Regions from separate parts of the Mus musculus genome. Here regions 1 and 3 are each linked to region 2. A link is a contact called in public Hi-C and capture Hi-C data. All regions are on one chromosome and are shown on one strand. The core of a region is the stretch at or near the end of the contact, and the rest is flanking DNA. Distances in the headings are between cores, read along the strand shown. Region 1 has its middle 82 kb from the start of Gm46880. Region 2 has its middle 140 kb from the start of Triqk. Region 3 has its middle 49 kb from the start of Gm46881.

Evidence for each region. A called contact is a pair of places that touch in the nucleus more often than the background predicts. Capture Hi-C pulls out chosen DNA fragments and counts their contacts.
Region 1: a capture Hi-C map of embryonic stem cells shows a contact between it and region 2, with 4 times the contacts expected there. The contact joins two enhancer-like sites. A contact is called at or near these places in 2 of 484 Hi-C or Micro-C datasets (cranial neural crest and uterus) and 1 of 9 other capture datasets (embryonic stem cells).
Region 3: a Hi-C map of cranial neural crest shows a contact between it and region 2, with 4 times the contacts expected there. The contact joins two enhancer-like sites. A contact is called at or near these places in 2 of 484 Hi-C or Micro-C datasets (cranial neural crest and uterus) and 1 of 115 datasets of contacts at active chromatin or transcription factors (embryonic stem cells).

The regions. Positions count from the first base shown.
Region 1 is chr4:13,362,810-13,366,986 of GRCm38.p6, forward strand. No RefSeq gene overlaps it. Among named protein-coding and RNA genes, the nearest start is that of Gm46880, 82 kb to the left of the region's middle. Within about 2 kb of position 2,767, at least 54 of the 459 cell types and tissues checked have an H3K27ac peak or open chromatin away from gene starts, as enhancers often do.
Region 2 is chr4:12,768,506-12,773,071 of GRCm38.p6, forward strand. No RefSeq gene overlaps it. Among named protein-coding and RNA genes, the nearest start is that of Triqk, 140 kb to the right of the region's middle. Within about 2 kb of position 2,141, at least 13 of the 459 cell types and tissues checked have an H3K27ac peak or open chromatin away from gene starts, as enhancers often do.
Region 3 is chr4:13,467,690-13,472,033 of GRCm38.p6, forward strand. No RefSeq gene overlaps it. Among named protein-coding and RNA genes, the nearest start is that of Gm46881, 49 kb to the right of the region's middle. Within about 2 kb of position 1,607, at least 17 of the 459 cell types and tissues checked have an H3K27ac peak or open chromatin away from gene starts, as enhancers often do.

The sequences.
Region 1 (4,177 bases), core at 1,517-4,016, 590 kb after region 2:
CCATCTCTTCCCTGTCCCTCCCTCTCATCTCCCTCACCTCCATTCTCCTATTCTGTCTTCCCTTTCATATTCATTTCAAGCAACATATTCAGATAAAAGACTATTGAAAACCAGCGATAATTAAAATACAATGAACATTGGAAATATTGTCTTACTTTGAAAACTAAAAATAATGAATTAATAATACAATGTTCATAAAGCTAAGCCAATAAATAAACTATCTAACTTGTAAATAAAAATATAAAAGAACATTAAATAAAATATTCAGAATAAGATAATGGAGGCTCAATAAAATCGTATAGGTGACTGAGACAGTACCAATGTATAGATCAAATAGTGATGGCATGTTGAATCACTTGATTCCTTTTATAGTATCTTCATTTCCTCATTTAAATAAGTTATAGCTATATAAAATATTACACTGTGGAGCCTACAAAGCAAGCACTGAAAGATAACTCTTCAGTTGTGAAAGGTATTGAAGTCTGAGATGCTATTGTGTTAAATGTGATCACTCACTCTGAATTGATGTGAATTAGGTAGTAGGGGATATGTCTGCAAGAACTTTCTAGCAGGTCTACTGGAATCAAAACAGGATTCAGAGGGAGAATGTGTGCCTTGAGACATTTAGTGAGGACCTGACTGTCACATGTCTTCTATGGTTTAGGAGTCACCCTGTCAAGGGCGAGGATTGATGTCCAGGACATGAATTGGATGGCCTCTTTGACCCTCTTCAGGATGGGACTCTGGGTCTCTGGGGCAGATCATTCTCTTCTGAGCCCTGACAGCTGCATGACCTCGCTCTTTCTCTTTGAGTCTTCCCTGACTACCTAAAGCAGTTTCCCAAGGAATGTAGTGTATTTTCAAGTGAGTGGTACATCTTGGAAAAGGCACCCAGAAGGTTCAAATAAATCTTACAGAATAAGTGATCAACTCTGGACTTTGAACTTTTCACCTTCCGTAAAAATGCTAATGCTCACTGGGAGTCACATGCATGCATGCAGACATATTCATAGCATGCAGTATGTGAGAAGTATGTGAAATGTATTCACCAAATAAAAATTAAGAAAATACAGATTTGTATATAGCATATTTGTGTGCATATATACATCATGACAAACTTGAAAATAAAAACAATTTCTAAAGATTCTGCTAAGGATTCATGCTAAGTACGACTTTAGGAACTAAATGGAGTGATAGCATCAGCATTCTTTATCCCTCAGTAGCAGCCTCAGCACCAACTTGGTCCTGGTCACCACCATTCAGCCTGCATAGGCTCAGTGATGCTCTTAGGCCATATCAGTTTCATATCACTGCAGCTTTGCAGAGGGATGCTCTTCTCCATAACCAAGGTCAGGTCAGTTGTGTGTGTCTGTGTGTGTGTGTGTGTTTTGCTTTTGCTTTTGTTTGTTTGTTTGTTTGTTTGACTCATAGATACACTAATACACTCTGCCTTGCCACACTTTATAATCTTCATACACCTCAAATAGTTTCAGGTGTAGGTATATACTGAACTCATCAGTCCATTACCCTCAACTCCAATTAGTGTTCCCCGTGAAGTATATTCTTTCTTTTGGTATTTCTGTTAGTTGCTTTGCTTGTTCATTTGTTTGTTTTTGACTCAGTATGATTTCATGGCATTACTTTCCATTTGTAGAAATTTATCGTTCTTTGAAATCTCTTCATGTACAAAAGTCTAAAATAAGCTTGTTTTAAAGAGAATGAATTCCAACTCCTTGGAAACTGTCTCACTTCGTACGTGAGGTCGAGGAAGGGAAACACTTGCGAGGGAAGCCTTTTTTTTTTTTTTTCTGTTCCAATAGAAGCATTTTCACAATAAGAATAAACTTGTATATTACTTGTTGAAGTTAAAACAAATAAATAAAATGGATTACAGGGAAAGACATTGGAATGAGCTGAGGCCTGAGAAGCACACATGACGTAACACATGACCACAGTCTTTAGTGCTGCAGGCAAAGTTCTGCATTCAATTTGCTACTGGAGTCTTAGACTGAATACCACCCCCAACCAAACCACCACTGCCCACAAAGCAGCAGCCAGCTGCAAGACAGATTCCCAGCAGACGGAATGCAGGTGAGATAGCAGCAGAGCTTGAGAGAGCTCAGCCTAAAGGGGGCATGTGGGGTTTGGAGAGTTTTAGAAACTTTTATTGTAGGAACACATGTGTTAGTGTGCCAGATGGAAGCAATTATGGCAGGGAAACTTTGCCCCAGCCTTAAAACTAAATTCCAATACTGTGAGCTCAGGCTAATGACTCCCCTCCAGGACAAGCAAAAGCAGACCACAGTGAATTTTCAAGATTGACTTCACATTACATCAGGTCACGATTGGCCCTACTAAAAACCCATCTGAACTTTGTAGTATCTGTACATCAGTTCTCACTGGGAAAAGATGTGACTTCAAACTCACTCATATAAATAAGTATGCTTGCCTGTAATCTATCTTACAAATCTCATCTGACACTGGACTTTTACCGTCTGAGGAGCAGAAAGCACAATTAGGATTGCTGATGAATAGCGTGATTATTCCAGATAGGAGAAATCAACTCCATTGGAATATTTCTGCACATATGGTCCTTTCTGAAAGAATCTTGATTCCTTTGACGGAGACAGGCACATACTTGACATCTTCCTTACTAAACAGTATCGTGGGAATTAAGATGGAGAAAATAAAACAGACTGCAGATGAGTGCTAAATCTATGACCTATAAAACAGTCAGAAGGATTAGAAGTAGATCCAGCCCCCTGAACTCCCTTGCCTGAGGATTTTTCCTGCAGATTTAGGCACGGGAGGAAATTCTTTCTCTCTTTGGTTTTGTTGTGACTGGTGACTCAGAAACAACTGGTTGGTAATGATTATTAATGTACAGGAGTATGTTGGCTTTATAGTGATGCAGAATCACCTGTCCAAGAACTTCAACACTGTTACTTTCATGGAACCACTGGCTGAAGGATTTACTGGAAAGGGAAAGATACTTGGAAGGTACAAAAACTCAGAGTCTCGAAGAGATGAACTTAACTCTGTTTCATAAATCAGTTCTATTCCCTTTGAAAGATAAAATAATGTTTTACTTAACTAGGGAGATCGAGAAGTCTTACAAATGTATAATACCATCTTAAAGACATAAATCCATACTCTCAGTGTGGTTCACACAGTCAGACAAGCTCATTGTATCAACACAACCAGGAAACTATAAGCATAGTATAAAGAGGACAGAGAAAAAGCTTAAGTGTGTGGCTTCCTGATTGCCTGATTGCCTCCTTTTATGGATCAGCCTAATCCCCTACCACTAGATACAAGATTTGACTTCTCCAGTCCACAGTGGCTCATGAGAGCAGAAGAGCAATACATTCCCCAATCCTTCATTTGGTTAGTGAGGATGGGAATGTAGAATACATAAATGGAAGTGTATTAACTTCTCCTATCTGGAATAAACATGTTGTTCATTAGCAATCATAATTGTGGTTTCTACTATTCAGGCTGTAAAAGTCCAGTGTCAGTTGAGGTTTGTAAGCTAGACTAAGTGACTCAAGGAAGCATGGATACACTTGTGTGACAAAGTAGCTCTACTATTCTGTCCTACTTAATCAGATTTCCTCAACAATGCTGTTTTATCATTGAACTCTGAGTGTTGAGCCCCTTACTCGGATCCAATTTAATCATTTGTTTTGGAAACCTACAATATTAGCAAACATAAATGTTGTGAAGAACCAAATCTCCACTATGAAATAACCGGTGAATTTCCTTGCCACTGACTTACATGTGTGCATTATTTTAGCAAACTTTCCAACAGATCTTTCATTATTACACTTAGTGCTAGATGTTAAAGGTATAGTGACAAAAGAAACACTGAAAATGGCTGGGTCAACAGAGCTTCTGAGGCGGCGCCATCTTCGGCTCCAGACAACTGGCCACCTTCCTGGTGAGAGCACAGGGGTCCGCCCGGCCCGAGAGGTTTGTGCCTCAGGCCCCGGCGGGAGCCTCCTTGGCTCCGTGACTCCGAGGAGGGCAGGCTGCACGGGTGACGGTGTGGAATACAGAGGCCAGCCATTTCTGGGACAGGCGAGAGCCACAGAGCTTCTGAGGCGGCGCCATCTTCGGCTCCAGACAACCGGCCACCTTCCTGGCCAAAGCAACACAGCTTCTGGGAAAGATCCTG
Region 2 (4,566 bases), core at 891-3,390:
ATACATAGTAAAATATGTAACAGGTTTAGGCTTATTATCAAAATTGTTAGAAATTCTGTCTTGCTCACAGGCAAAAATTTATTTAATTTTTTTATCAAACAAAACTCTAGTAAACAAGTAAAATAGCAATTTTTAAAACCAAATATTCTAACACAGGAAAATCTAATTGGGTAGTTATTTGATAGCTTGATACTGGGGACTGTCAGGAAAGTACTAAAAGCCTTTGTTTTCCATAATTGCACATCATGTTATCATAAGAACAAAAATCTTTGTATGTATCATAAAAATTGCAATTCATGATGCACAATTCCAAATTTGTGCAGAAGTATTTCATTTAATGAGGTTTTCTTTGTATATTCTAGATACTAATCCTCTGTTAGATGCACACTGTGATTATTTATATATGCTTGGCTCAAGGAGTGGCACTATTAGAATGTGTGGCCCTGTTGGAGTAGATGTGTCACTGTGGGTGTGGGGTTTAAGACCCTCATCCTAGCTGTCTTGAAACCAGTGTTTTGCTAGCAGCCTTCAGATGAAGATGTAGAACTCTCATCTCCTCCTATGCCATGCCTGTGTAGATGCTGCCATGCTCCCACCTTGATGATAATGGACTGAATCTCTGATCCTGTAAGCCAGCCCCAATTAAATGCTGTCCTTGAAAGAGTTGCCTTGGTCTTGGTGTCTGTTCACAGGAGTAAAACTCTAAGATACAGTTGGTCAAGATCTTTCACCCACTGTGTTGACTTCCCCTTCACTGCATGAAGTTTCCTGTGCTGTAATCAGTGTTTTATTTCACAATGTCATATCTGTCAGCTGTTGACCTTATTTCCTGAACAGCTAGGTTTCAGTCAAGAAGGCTTTGAAGATGCATGTGTCTCAAGAGGCACTTCTTCAAAATGTCCTCAAGCATTTTCATAGTTCCAGGCTTCATATCAACCCATTTGGTGTTTATTTTTGTGTAGGCTAAATGGGAAGGATCTAGTTTTATTATGCATCATGTAGATTCTCAATTTTCCCATCACCAGTTCTTGAAGGGGCTTTTCCCAAAATATATTGTGGCATTGTTGTCAAAAATTAGGTGGCTATAATACATATATTTTACTTGGTCTTCTGTTTTATTTCAATGATCTCAACGGTCCAGCTGGTAACGACCCTCTTCAACCCATAAATATGTCTCTTATTTATATACCTGAAGCCTCAGAAGTCATGCCTGTGATAATCTTGTACCAAGAATGGGCACCTGATCTAAGCTCAGCTAATCAGTGTCTCCTGGCACAGATTTTCAAATTGGAACCAAAAAAATGTACTTCAGACCATTTGGACTTTTGGATAACAGATGTATTTACTTGGAGATTATGGGATATCGTCATAACTCTAAATGTTACTATAAAGGAAAGAGAGAGAGAGAGAGAGAGAGAGAGAGAGAGAAAGAAAGAAAGAAAGAAAGAAAGAAAGAAAGAAAGGAAGGAAGGAAGGAAGGAAGGAAGGAAGGAAGGAAGGAAGAAAGAAAGAAAGAAAGAGAAAGGAAGGAAGGACAGGCAATGGAGAGGCAGCAGAGTTGCAGAGAAAATCTGCCTCAATTCAGAATGGAATTTTCAGTTTCCCAGTCTAGTCTTATTATGCATTAATTATAACTGTCCCCCCCCCCAAAAAAAAGCTAAAATGAACTTCTTTTCAGCTATCTTAAATCATTCCTATTACACACACACACACACACACACACACACACAGGATGTGGGGCTACTTATACTATTAATGATAATTCTGGTTAAAGAAAAGAGGTTGCGTTGAAAAGTTGAACACATGGAGCTCATTTCACACACATGTGCTGCATCTGCTTTCTCAAACTGTGGAGATTAACATCAATGTGGTTACTTAAAGTTTGCCAAAAGAGGCACTATATGAAGTAAGGCGATAACTACAATCCTGGCAATGGTCTAATAATACATGCATAAAATTAGGAAGGTTTCAGAATTCCACACCTGGCCAGTGTGAAATGATCAGCAATGGCTCTTTAAAATGTGGGCCACCAGAGCTGGTTTGCTTGGCTCTAACATGCCGGACTGTTAGTCACATGACCTAGACAGTACTTTCATATGATAATATCAGGAGCCATTGCTCTTCTGTCTGCGCAGTGCTTGCCGTTCTTATTTAAATGAATTCCATCTGTTTAGAAAGAATTCTTCTTTCAGAAGCTCACAGTATCTGCTTTCCTAATCAGACAAAAGAAATTCTTCATTACAATAAAGTGTTCTCTCACACTAATTCATCCAGTCATCACTGGCAAGGCTTGCAAAGGTCTGTGCTGACTTGTGACTACTGTAATAACTTTTAAGCAGTTTAAAAAAACAAAACAAACAAAACAAAACAGCATTTAAATAATCAGTATGTCATTTAATTTCTATGTTACCAAAAGTATATAATTTCTTTCCACCTGCATAACTACCACCCATGTTCTAGTGTGACAGTAATTGAAAGCCATCAGTCTTGTTTTAAAAAAAATAGCATACCTTTCTTTAACTATAAATATTTGTTTTTTGGGCATTGTTGTCAAAAATATGAAGGCTGTAGTTCTGTGGACTTATATCTGAGTCCACTATCCTATTGATCAACGTGTTTGCTTTTGTGCAAGTGCCGTGGTCTCTCTAGCTGGTAATGATACTCTTCAGTCCTTAAATGTGTATATTATTTACACATCTGATAACTTCAGGAGTCATATTTGTACTTCTGTGCTGTACAGCTAATAAAATTCTTGTCAGTGATTTTAGAATCAGAACCAAAGAGACTATAGTTGCTACTGACACATAATTATATCTTTAAATATAGATAACCATACACATGTAGCAACAGAACAATAGTACTTGGAATCAACTTGTGGTTAAAGGATTTGTGGGTTACACTAAGAACAAAGTAGAAAATTGATGTTTATAATTTGTGGATCAATGTGTGGATCATGTGTTTTAGAAGCTTGTGTGTATGAGTCCGTTTTCGGTATCTTAAGGTACTAGAAAAACATGTGAGCATTCTTGAGAGTAGGAAATGAGTCTAAGATGAGAATAGCAGTAGACTGAAAGTCTAGGAAGAACTTTTACATTGTTTCCTCAATGATGCCTCTTGTTGCAACCACACATACAGGAAGCTTAGAAGGGCTGACAAGCTCCCCCAGCCTTCTTTTACAAGGGTGTGATATCCTTCACAAGAACTCCATCCCAATGACCTTGTCATACTGAAAGAACTCCTCTAACATCATTGCAGAAGTCCCTAAGTTCCAAACTATGAATTTGAAGATGACAGAAACATTGATACCATAGAACAGACCATTTTATAAGCAAGTGTTCTGCTAAGTCTGGAATTCCATTATTTAGAAATTATATTATAGTGATCATTTCTATTACTTGTAGGAGTAGGAATCATTTTCATGAAGTTCTTTTTTGATCAAAAATGGTTGTATAACTGAGTAAGTTTAGCCTCACTCTTACCTGAATAAAGAAATTAAATATGTATTACATCATGAGTTTATGTGAGTTCATATAAAGTATGAATTATATGATTCCATATAATGAGTAATGGTATGCTGTTAAATTTGCATTCTTTTCTTTGCTCCCATGAATAATACATTTAAGGCTTAACAAGCCACATTAATTACTATATGAAAATGCTAAGCTACTTAAAATTTCTCTTAAAGTAGATATAGCTATAGTCAGAGTTATATTTCTTTTTGAAAAATGATACCCTTCATTACATGGTTCACAGGTAAGTAGCCCAGCTCTTGCTAAGAAAAAAACAAAACAACATCAAAACTAAACCCATATAATGCATTTAGTCAGTTATTTTCAATAGTAGTTTGGATCTATCTATAACACTCTGTATGTAATAACTGTTTTGAAAGCCACTTCTTAGAAACTAGACAAAATGAAGAAATGAACAAATATATTTACATTTTACTAAGCATTTGCATGTAAACAGGGTAAAGAGCTGTTTATGCGAACGTTGGGTCTCATAGGAATAATGAGATTAATAAGCCTGGGATTGAGTCATCTGCACTGACAATCAATAAAGATTTCTATATATTTCTCTTCAAGTAATTGGCTTTCAATTCATTTTTGTTGGTTTTGCTCCCCCCCCCCCCCATGGCCATGAAGGATGTTAGAGAATTTCATCAGAAAGCATGACATCCTAGAACTTTTGGAAATCAGGGGTCTGGAGATGGGGCTTGTGTCAGGCAAGTTCTTTCTATCCCAGCATTAGACCGAGTCAAGACATCTACCACCCATTTCAAAAGCCCTCTGTGGTAAACTGTAACTTTCATCCTGGGGAAAGATACAGTTAGAACCCTGGGATTCCAGTTTAGCTCAGTCAGTGAGATCAATGTTCAGTGAGAGACTCTGTCATAAAAAATAAGGTGGGGAAGGGTGATTCAGGAGGACACTTGATGTTTGCCTCTCATCTCTACTTGTGTGGACACAAATAAAAACACAGACAGAGACAGACAGACAGACAGACAGACACACACACACAATTTTGTAAACTGAACAAAAACCTTATGGCCCTTCAGTGCCCTTTGGT
Region 3 (4,344 bases), core at 357-2,856, 700 kb after region 2:
AGGCAGAGTTTGCAGAAGTTACTCTGTTCTGTGGTGAGTGTGTATTTTACTCATTGTTTCCCTAATGCCCTGCAGTGGTGACTCAAGCGCTCTCCTAGAACAGCAGAGGATGGATCTCTTTTGCATATACATTAAAATATTAACAGCTACATCTAAATAAAACAGTCGCCCCAAATCTATTTCTACAAACACATCAAAATGATGTAATGTTGAACATTTTCAACAGCCTCATGCATAAGAGTTCTTTGTTTCAGTCCATCTGCTCCTGATTAAACATTTTATATTTCCATTGTGATTAATTATGCTATTTATATACTTGAAAATGATTTGTTTGGAAAGGTATAGGCTAGTGTAAGCCTCTCGTTTCTGAGAATGACAGCCCTTCAAAAAGTAGAGCGGCACTGTGCACTCAGGAAATTCACCATCTGCTTCCTTATGCTCTTAGAACATATTACAAACCTATAGCAGAACAGAATTGAGGGAAAACCGAGTCTAAATAATGCTAATGGCATTCATTTGAGATGTTCAAAAATGTATCCATTTTTAATTAAGCCAAGATACTCTCTAGTCCCCAAAGAACATTGGACTGCTTCATTGTTTGTTATCTGCACTCAGATTTAGAGTTAAATCGTCAAATGGCTGGACATTTTCCACCTGGTCTAGACAGCTCCCTTAACTCATTCTAGTCAATCTAGATTGAGTATACCAGGACTTAGCCCAGACCAAAGGACTCTTCACCAGACTTGAGCACACCTTAATCCCATAAAGAGAACAGGATTAACATAATAATAAATATAATTGAGAAAAATGCTCTAAACAGAGTGCACTGGAGCCTTGAGGTGGCTCAGTAAGATGGTCATTTCCACCAAACCTGATAGGAGCTCAATAGTGAGCTGAATGCAGGCCCCAGAACTCCCATGGTAAAAGAAGAGCATGAGTTCCTGCGAGTTGTCTCGGTTGCATGCACCCACAAACATGTAGGCATGCACTTGAGTAATAAATACATAAAAGGTAAGTACGTAAATACGTAAGTAAGTAAAGTAAAAAAGTAAGAAAACTTGTTTCAATGATTATTTCCAACAGGGATGTTTGTTGATAGCAACAGACTATGTCCCTATAATTTCGCATTTTTACATGATCAAACTTGTATCTGAAACCAAGAATAACCTGTTATTCAGCCTGACCAATCTGCTTTTAGTCAAATTTGATTTTCGTAGCAAATCTAAACAGAACTGCCCTCACATGAAAATAAATGTATGCCAAACACTAGATGGTGATTTTTTTTTGTTTTTTTTGTTTTGTTTTGTTAATGTGCATTATCTATTTCCAACAAGAACAGACACTATCAAGCTGTCTGCTGGAAGGCTATTCACAAAAGTAGCCAACGTGACTTGCTTTCTTCTGCCTCTTGTTTTTCCTAATCAGTGCCCACTCATTAACACACCCACGTGCTTTCGGGCTTTGTGCCCTGCACACCATTTCTTTGCTCTGAGTGTCTCTGACTGCCTTCCCTCTTCTGTTTTCTTCATCCCAACTGAGAACTGTGCTATGACTCCTGGCATCTCTATTAAGGAGTGAGCCACATGGAAGTGATTAGCATTGCAACTGCAAAAACTGAAAGCACTCCCTTGCACACTATGGAAAGGAAACATGTCATGTAGCAAACAGGTTCCTGTGGTGGGGTTTGCAGCCAGGAAGACAAACTATTGGCTGAGATCTCAGTTTTCTTGTTATCACTGTAGATCAAAAAGATGTGATCATCCCTTCTGATAGCCTCCCCGCTTTGGTAAACAGCCTCTGAGTGAGTTCATTAAATATTTAAACAGCCCTGGTATCTATTAATGTTATCAGACACATGAAATATGTCTGATGGATTTATTCTGCCGTTAAGGAACCAGACCCCAGTGTCCCTCCTGGGAGTGAGCTCCAGCTGTTTAAACTATAATTCCATCACTAGGAGGCATGGTGAAAGCACTGACCTCTTAGAAACGGACGGCTTGCTACTCAGCCTGGAAATTGCAAATGAAACCTTTCTGTAATAATGTTAAAATATGCACGCATAGGAATTAAAGCACTTGGGGTCACCAGCAAAGCCTGATGTGTTTTCGGTAACCTCTAAACAGCTGGCAGAAAGAATCCTATAAATCAATGCTTGGAAGATTAGCAATCAGGGGATATATAAGTCTTTTTGGGTTCAGTAGCTCCTCCGCCATAGCTGAAAGAATCTGAATCAATCCTTTGAATCTTTTGTGTCCTTTTAAAATACCATTATTTTTGATTCTGTTTCTCAGGATGAAGATTTATGCTGATACTGTACTTCTTACTTACATTCATAAAATCAACATAATAAAATGTTACGCATGAAGGCCTTCCATCTTTAAGGTAATTTGTAATCCCCCCTTTTGACATTTGAAGCTCATAAGGAAACAACTTTGGCAAGTGAGATAAAGAGTGTCTTCTTAAACCTCCTACATAGGACTAAGACATGTTTTAGTTCGCTGGTGATAGATCATCCATAGCCCTGAGAATTGTTTATACCAACCTAAATTGATATGAAATTCCTTGAGTGGCTTACAAGACATAAAACTAGATGTTTCCATTTCCTAGACATGTTAAGCTTCCTGGCTATGAATGGGAAGAGCTGGACTCGTCGTAGTAGGAAATGTATTATTCTTTCTGAAGTCATCAAACAAGTGGGAGCCTCACAGCCTGAAACACAAACTAACTTTGAGTATCTTTCCAAGTATCACATACATTACCATGGTTTCTAATTGATAACAGACTGACTGTCAAAAGATGAAGATCTAGGTGATATAACACCTATGTTAAATGACAGAACAAAGACCCCCAACAGATCAGCTATGATAACAATGACCTAAATATAATATGATAGTAATGAGAATCAGGGCACAATCCTGGATTTTATTATTTAAAGAAAATTATATATGAAAATGTGGCAAGGAAAAAATAAAGATAGTAAATAATAGAAAACATTTCCCAGTGACACTTGGGGAGTCATGGTTTCACCATGACCTTTGCATATCCTTGAGATTCACCAACACTAAAATTCCAGTGTCTGTCCAGGCTGGAACAAAAGGTCTGCCTTTTGCTTCTCTGCTCTATATATTGGAATAAAATGAAAATAAGGGAGATGATCTATAATGCAGCAAGCAATGGAGAGGTCAAACTGAATTCCCTTGGTTGCAAGTACAAATGTCTTCTACAGTTATGGTGGGCTAGCCTGGACAGGCATAACTGACACAAATCACTCTTTATTTCTAGATACAGAGTAATTGTATCTTATGAGACCCCAGTTATACCAAAGAGTTGAGAGTCAATAGGATATCGAACAAACAACTCTAATAATACACAAGAGAGGGAATGTGACAGAACTCTGCTATGAGTAAAATAAACAGGTCTTAATTGGCTTCAAGTTTATTACGAGTCAACTCTGAAAAGTCTGCCATAAGGGCTAATATAATCTGATTTTTATTGACCCCCATAGAAACCAGTCCAATGTGGATGACAATCCTGCCTTCCTAATGCATTAATCACACTAAACTCAGAATTTCATTGTCTGTGTAATCTATTGCCCTTTATAAAGGATGGAGCATGTCACAAAGAAGGGAAAAGAGACCCACAGTGCTGTTGAGTGATCAATGACAACATACAGGAAATGCTTGGTACATGAATCCAATTAGATTTGAAATAGGTGCTGCAATTGTGGAGAAGGGATTGGATTTCAACTGTGTGGTGTTAATAATATAATTAGAATATTTGGTGAATGTTATAATGAATAAGTTACAAAGTTACACCTGAGCATATAGAAACACTTACTAATAAGCATAGCCCTCTGAAGAGTGATAGAAGTCTGAGTTCTCTAACACTAGACAGATTACAAAATTATTTGGCAGAAATTCATATACCTGCAAAGTCAATGACTCTAGACTCTTTTAAGGGATATTTCAGAATGAGTGAATGGCAATTTCTTTAAAAGGAAGTGATGCTAAGAGGTTTCCAGGACAGTCCTTCTAAAGAAGTAATGCCCACTCTTTCTATGATAGCCATATATCCATATGCATCATATGTATATGGCAAGTATAATGTGTATATGTGTTTGTGTGTGTGAGTGTGCGTGGCAAAAAGATACTGCAACAAAATTCATCAAATCCAGTTCAGTGTCCACATTTAAAGGACAAAACTCTAAGCAATTAAAAGACTATTTGAATTTCAGTAGAGCTCTGAGAAAATAGGAGTTATTAACCCAGTACCTATTCTTTCTTTGCACCAAAATACCTCTTTTTCTGCAGGCTCTCCTGCAGAGGACTTCCAGCCTGAGGCAGG